2 separate regions of the Mus musculus genome follow, and region 1 is linked to region 2. A link is a contact called in public HiChIP or PLAC-seq data. All regions are on one chromosome and are shown on one strand. Each heading gives the region's core, a stretch centred on a gene start, on an enhancer-like site or on the middle of the called end of the contact. The rest is flanking DNA. Distances are from core to core; before and after follow the strand shown.

Region 1 (2,700 bases), core at 89-2,588, 270 kb before region 2:
AAGGAAAGGGCCTTTACAAGGTGAGTCAGGTCATTACTTAAAAGCTTGTGGGCCAGTGAGCTGGCTCAGTTGGCAAAGGCTCCTGCTGCCAAGCTTAGTGAGCTGAATTTGATCCCTGAGACCGACATGGTAGATGGAGAAAACCCACTCCCACAAGGGATACCTGCATTTCTATCTCCAATCCCCATGTAAAAGAGCCAGGTGTGGTGGTATGCAATGAGTCCTGGGGAGGAGGAGATGGGAGGGTCCTGCCTGGTGATTCCCAGGTCCTGGTGAAAGAGTCTACTTTGTAAAGAGGTGAACCATTCCTGAGAGACAACACTGGAAGATGACTCTAGCCCACACACAGCCATGCACTCACAAGAAGAGGAGTTCCATACGCTCCTGTTCACACACAGGCACAGCGCTCTGTGCACCATGGAGGTATGTTTGCTTTCCCTCTCCAATAGATCATACTTCACCATTGCCTAGAAGCCGTGGTTTACAGGACAGTTGACTCTGTGAAGAGCATTGTATGTCCTTTGACAAATTCAAGAAATCGTGTAGAACACTGCCACTGTCCCATAACTCCCCCTTTTCTGCTTGGCCCTCTTCCCTTTCCCAACCATCACTAATCTATTGCCTCCATAGTTTTGCTTCTTCTTCTATGTGATATATTTGAAATCTATCAGTAATCTTTTCTGTTAGCTTTGGTCTGCTTCTATGTGTGCTGTCTTACCTTGCTAGATCATTTGTACTGCTGTTACAAAACTCCAGAGACTGGATAATTTATAAAGAACACAAATTCATTTCTTATCATTCTGGAGTCTGTTTACAACGTGCAAACAGATCTGCTGCTTAAGAGGGTTGCCATTTGCTTTCAAGATGTGTCCACATCGGAATACGTATGGGTATCTTCATACAGCAAGAGTGACAAGTGAACAAAGCAACTCCTTCCAACTGTGTTGCGTGTGTGTGTGTGTGTGTGTGTGTGTGTGTGTGTGTGTCCAGAGACTGATGCTGAATGTCTTCCTTCTGTCGTTCCACCTGATTTTCTGAGAATGATCTTTTCATTGAACCAGAAGCTCACTGACTCACTGGTCTGGCTGTCCCTGCCCCTCTGGCACAAGATTTCTGACATGTACCACCATTTCCTTTACACTGGTATTGGGCTTGAACTTATGTCTTCATACTTGCATAAGTATTTTACCCACTGAGCTACCTCCTCAGCCTCCAAAAGACAGTCTCTTTTTAACAAAAGAAATGACCCAGACTCAAGGACCATGTCTGTATTTCCTTCAGCTACTATCCATGTGCTGGAATAACACTATCTAAGCTCTATAGGCAGAAACTGAATGTCAGTTCACAGCAAGGTTGTCTGAGCTTGTCCTTCTGGATATCTGGGTGAGCTTGTTCCCCCTGGTTATCTGGGTCACAGCCTTCACTCTCCCATGGATCCTGAGAGAACTCTCTATCCAGAGGATCAGGGACCCTGGTGCCTAACCAAGGCCAAGCACAGCATTTGAAAGAGCAGTAGCCTGCGGGTGCCGGATTCCTTCCATGTGCAGAAATCTGCCTGGGCTTGTTCTTCAAGGGAGAGGGCAGAACAACCAGGGGAAGAGAGACAACAGATTTCCTGAATCTCAGAGCAGCACCCCATCTGGATGAGGAGACTCGTGACCCCTTTTAACCTCCTCCAGTCAAGTCTGACAGGAGTTAATCTGTTTCTGGCTGACTTGTTCTCTCGGCTTCTATGTCTGTTTTTGTGTGTCCTGTCTCTTTCCTGCCTGTGAGGGGAGAGGGAAGCAGTCATCTCTCTGAGGTCACAAGCACCCTTTGGGACTGGACTTGATACCACCTCTCCCACCATAGAAGGCCTGCATGGTGGGGTCATGGGCCGTCAGGCCACTTGTCCGTGGTCGGACGTCTCTCTCTTCCCACCAGGCCTCTCAACACTGCAAACCTCATCTGTCAGTTGAATGTGACTTGGGAGGTTGACATGAGGATCCAGCCTCTCTGCACACCTGCAAAGTGAGTGCTTCAGGGCTGGAAAGGGGCCTCTGTTATCTGACGTTGCTGCCAACCGTGGAGTACAGGCCTGCTGGTCCTCACATCTCCCTACCCAAGTCTCAGGCCTGAACAAGTCTATCCTGGGGCACTGCCAGGTGTGAGCTCAGTGCTCAGCTCCTCAGCTCCCCACCCTGGGGGCCATGGATATTCAGTATAGAATAAGAGATAGAGGAGCAGTGTAAACAAGTGATGAGGGAGAGGGAAGCAAGTGAGCGTAATGACTGCAGATATTAGGGAAGGAGGCATAGATAGGGTGGACCCTGGCCTGCATTTTCTTCTCCTTTTCTGTCCTGTCTCACATGTGTGTTAAGGGCCCTCAGTACACAGGTCAGAAGGAAGATGTTTAGTGGAGATACTGCCCTGACAGAATATATAAGCTAAGGCAGCAACGAAGCAGGTCACAGGGAAAGCCTTGCAAGGCTTACAGAGTAAATATTAGAAGGAGAGCACAGGTCATTTTTTGGTCCAAGCAAAGTCATGTAGAATTGCATTTCTGAGGTGGCTGAAACCCAAAACAGTTTTTCAGCTCTCCAGTCCAGTGGGTCTGTGAGTGCCATGTGTTCTTTTCAGACCTCCAGTGATCCCAGCCGGTAGAGCCCTCTTCCAAAACAAAGGAAAATAATACGTAGGCCTATAAATACACATACATGC
Region 2 (2,714 bases), core at 160-2,659:
TAGTTAATTATTATTTTTTTTAATTTATTTTCTTATTAGGTATTTTCCTTGTTTACATTTTCAATGATATCCCAAAAGTCCCCCATACCCACCCCTATTATTATTTTTTAAAAGATTTATTTATTATATGTAAGTACACTGTAGCTATCTTCAGACACCCCAAAAGAGGGCATCAGATCTCATTACAGATGGTTGTCATCATGTGGTTGCTGGGATTTGAACTTATGACCTTCGGAAGAGCAGTCGTGCTCTTAACCACTGAGCCATCTCTCTAGCCCTTATTATTATTATTATTATTATATGTTTTAAGTACACTGTAGCTGTCTTCAGATGCACCAGAAGAGGACATCAGATCTCATTACAGATGGTTGTGAGCCACCATGTGGTTGCTGGGTTTGAACTCAGGACCTTCAGAAGAACAGTCGGTGCTTTTAACTGCTGAGCCATCTCTCCAATCCCAGTTTTTAATATGGAACTAGCCACAAGTATACTCGCCCACTGAATGACTAAATCTCATCGTAACAAAATTTCAACCGTGGCACAAGGTCCTTGGTACTGCTTAATTTCTCTCAGCGGTTCTTATCTATAGAAAGGATAGACTTGAATTGTTACTTATAGTCACCTCAACACTCATATAAATAATAAATTTCAAGTTCGTCTGGAGAACTCCCACAATGAACTTAAGTTTTGTATGGATTTAACATTCCGCAAAATCAAACAGCAGTGAGATGTGGCACTTGGGTTAGATCAACCAGCATCACCAGAGTCACTGAAGATGACCTTCAGTTTATAGCTAGTTAACTGTCTTTACTCCTGCCAGCTAGGACTATACTCAGGTTTTCGGACGAAGTGTAGCCCTGAGCATTTACACCTTCCTTACACCAAGGGGCTTTTAAAGGCAAAACTACATCCTGGATCGCACTCAGGAGCTGCAGGAGGAGGTGTAGACCAGCAAGCAGTTTGACAGAAAGTAAGTTAGCTGTGACATCTTCGCTTCCAGTCAAGAACATCTGGGTAATTTTTCATCAAGAAAATCATTTTTAGTTAAACCTAAAATGGCCTCAGCAAGGAGACAAGATGGAAGCGTCTCTGTACTATCTTGCCCTGTCCCATTACAGCACCTGGTACAGAAAAAGCCAGAAAAGCGGCCATGAGTAACCCACAATACACTAGAAGAGGTTCCGACTGAGGAGCCTCATTTCCTGTGCACGCCTTCTAGATCCCGCCGCCTACATCTCGCGAGAAGCCAAGGAAGGCTGGGTCGTCCAATCCGGAGCTAGCTTTGCCCTCCCCCCCCTGCGCCTGCGCCTACTGGAAAAGCAGGAGCAACGTGGATGCTGGCGGCGGTCGCGCCTGCGCGTCGCTGTGCTCCTTGTGATTGGCCTTGGCGAGGCGAGCACGGCGCTTTAGTTTTCACTTTCTGTCTTCGGAGCCTGCTCTCTTTCTCCGTGCGCACGAGGTTTCACTTCCGGTCGCTGGTTCCCCGGGGGCTGGAGAGCGGACGCCTTCCCCGCGCCTGGCTTGTTTCGGAAGCGGCTTCTCGCTTGTGAGGCTGAGTGAGGGGACCGGGGCTAGCGCGCGCCCGGGACACCCGGGCTCGTGAGGCGAGGTCGGGAGACGCGGCGGAGCGAGGGGTCAGGAGGAGAAAGGGACGGGCTGGAAAAGCATGAGGAGGACACCGAGTGGTGAGCTCGTCTCTTCAGGGAAGGCGGCCGCGCCGGCGACAGGTAACGCTCCTTCCCTCAGGTGTTGGGGCGTCCGGGGCGAGGACCCCCGTGGGGAAGCAAGAGCGTGGCTGGCTCGCGGGGCGCGTACTGGTGGGCGGGCAGGGCGGCGCGGGGGGCCACTGGGCAGACGCCTCGGTCGCCCGGGATGCGGGACCCTCCCAACCCCCGCTCCTCCGCTCAGCTCCGCCTTGCAGAAGCTAAGGTTAGACGGGGTTTCCACCGAGCCCGTGGCGGTCGTCCGGATGGGTGTCTGCGTTCCGAGGCGGAAAGCCCGGCGCGGTTTGTTTTGTGACACCGGTCACAGAGCAGCTCCATCCCCCCAAGGGATGGATGGGATCCTTCTGCACTGAAGTTTTCCCTTGCCTGGGGTTGGCCTAGCTCATCCCCCTGAGGGGTTTTGGGGAAACCCTCAGGTCGGAGTTCGGGGTTCTGTAGAATCTATGGCAACGCACGGCATGGTTTAACTTCTTTATTACGTATAAGTGGGCCTGCCCATATGGAAGACAGCAGCCGACGGCTGCAGCAGCGGTGAAGGGATCTGCCAGTACGCTGGCCCCGAGGTTGGTTAGAGGGGAGCACCAACCGGCACTTGGTAGGAAACCGTGGCTTAACTTTCAAAACTGGAGCTATTTCGGAAGATCTCGAGTCTCCCTTAATCTCCGTTTACCAGTTTGACGCGCCTCTTGTTAAGCTCCTCCCCCCTGTATTCTTTCTGAAGGGAAACTTAGAACTGGGAAGCGAATGAAAGTCTTTCCTAAATCTCTATAATAAACAACCTGAGGACTCAACAGTGTTTCCCCTTAGAAGAGCAAAAGGAAGGCGGGGTGAATATGTCATAGTATAGAATCTGAGATTGTTGGAAATCCTACCGAAGAGGTTTAGGACAAAGCACATATACCTGATAGTGTAAGCGAATACCTCCCGTATTGGGAAATTGTTTGGTAAAGGGTAGCTCCAGTGTTACCAGTGTATATCAATACCTAGCGA

What was found. HiChIP or PLAC-seq counts read pairs in DNA pulled down with a chosen protein or histone mark.
Region 1: an H3K4me3 HiChIP or PLAC-seq map of stem cell-derived neural progenitor cells shows a contact between it and region 2, with 21 read pairs. The contact joins the enhancer-like site here to the promoter of Tasor2 in region 2. A contact is called at or near these places in 6 of 39 promoter capture datasets (cranial neural crest, embryonic stem cells, frontonasal cranial neural crest and 3 more), 16 of 484 Hi-C or Micro-C datasets (B cells, CD4 T cells, the G1E-ER4 cell line and 12 more), 20 of 115 datasets of contacts at active chromatin or transcription factors (the 230-238 cell line, CD8 T cells, the NIH/3T3 cell line and 15 more) and 2 of 9 other capture datasets (adipose tissue and liver).

What each region holds. Positions count from the first base shown.
Region 1 is chr13:3,876,774-3,879,473 of GRCm38.p6, reverse strand. No RefSeq gene overlaps it. Among named protein-coding and RNA genes, the nearest start is that of Calm5, 24 kb to the right of the region's middle. Within about 2 kb of position 1,338, at least 32 of the 459 cell types and tissues checked have an H3K27ac peak or open chromatin away from gene starts, as enhancers often do.
Region 2 is chr13:3,609,803-3,612,516 of GRCm38.p6, reverse strand. It overlaps Tasor2 (transcription activation suppressor family member 2), which reads left to right and starts at 1,409. Exons shown (of 20, transcript NM_134063.3): 1 at 1,409-1,727.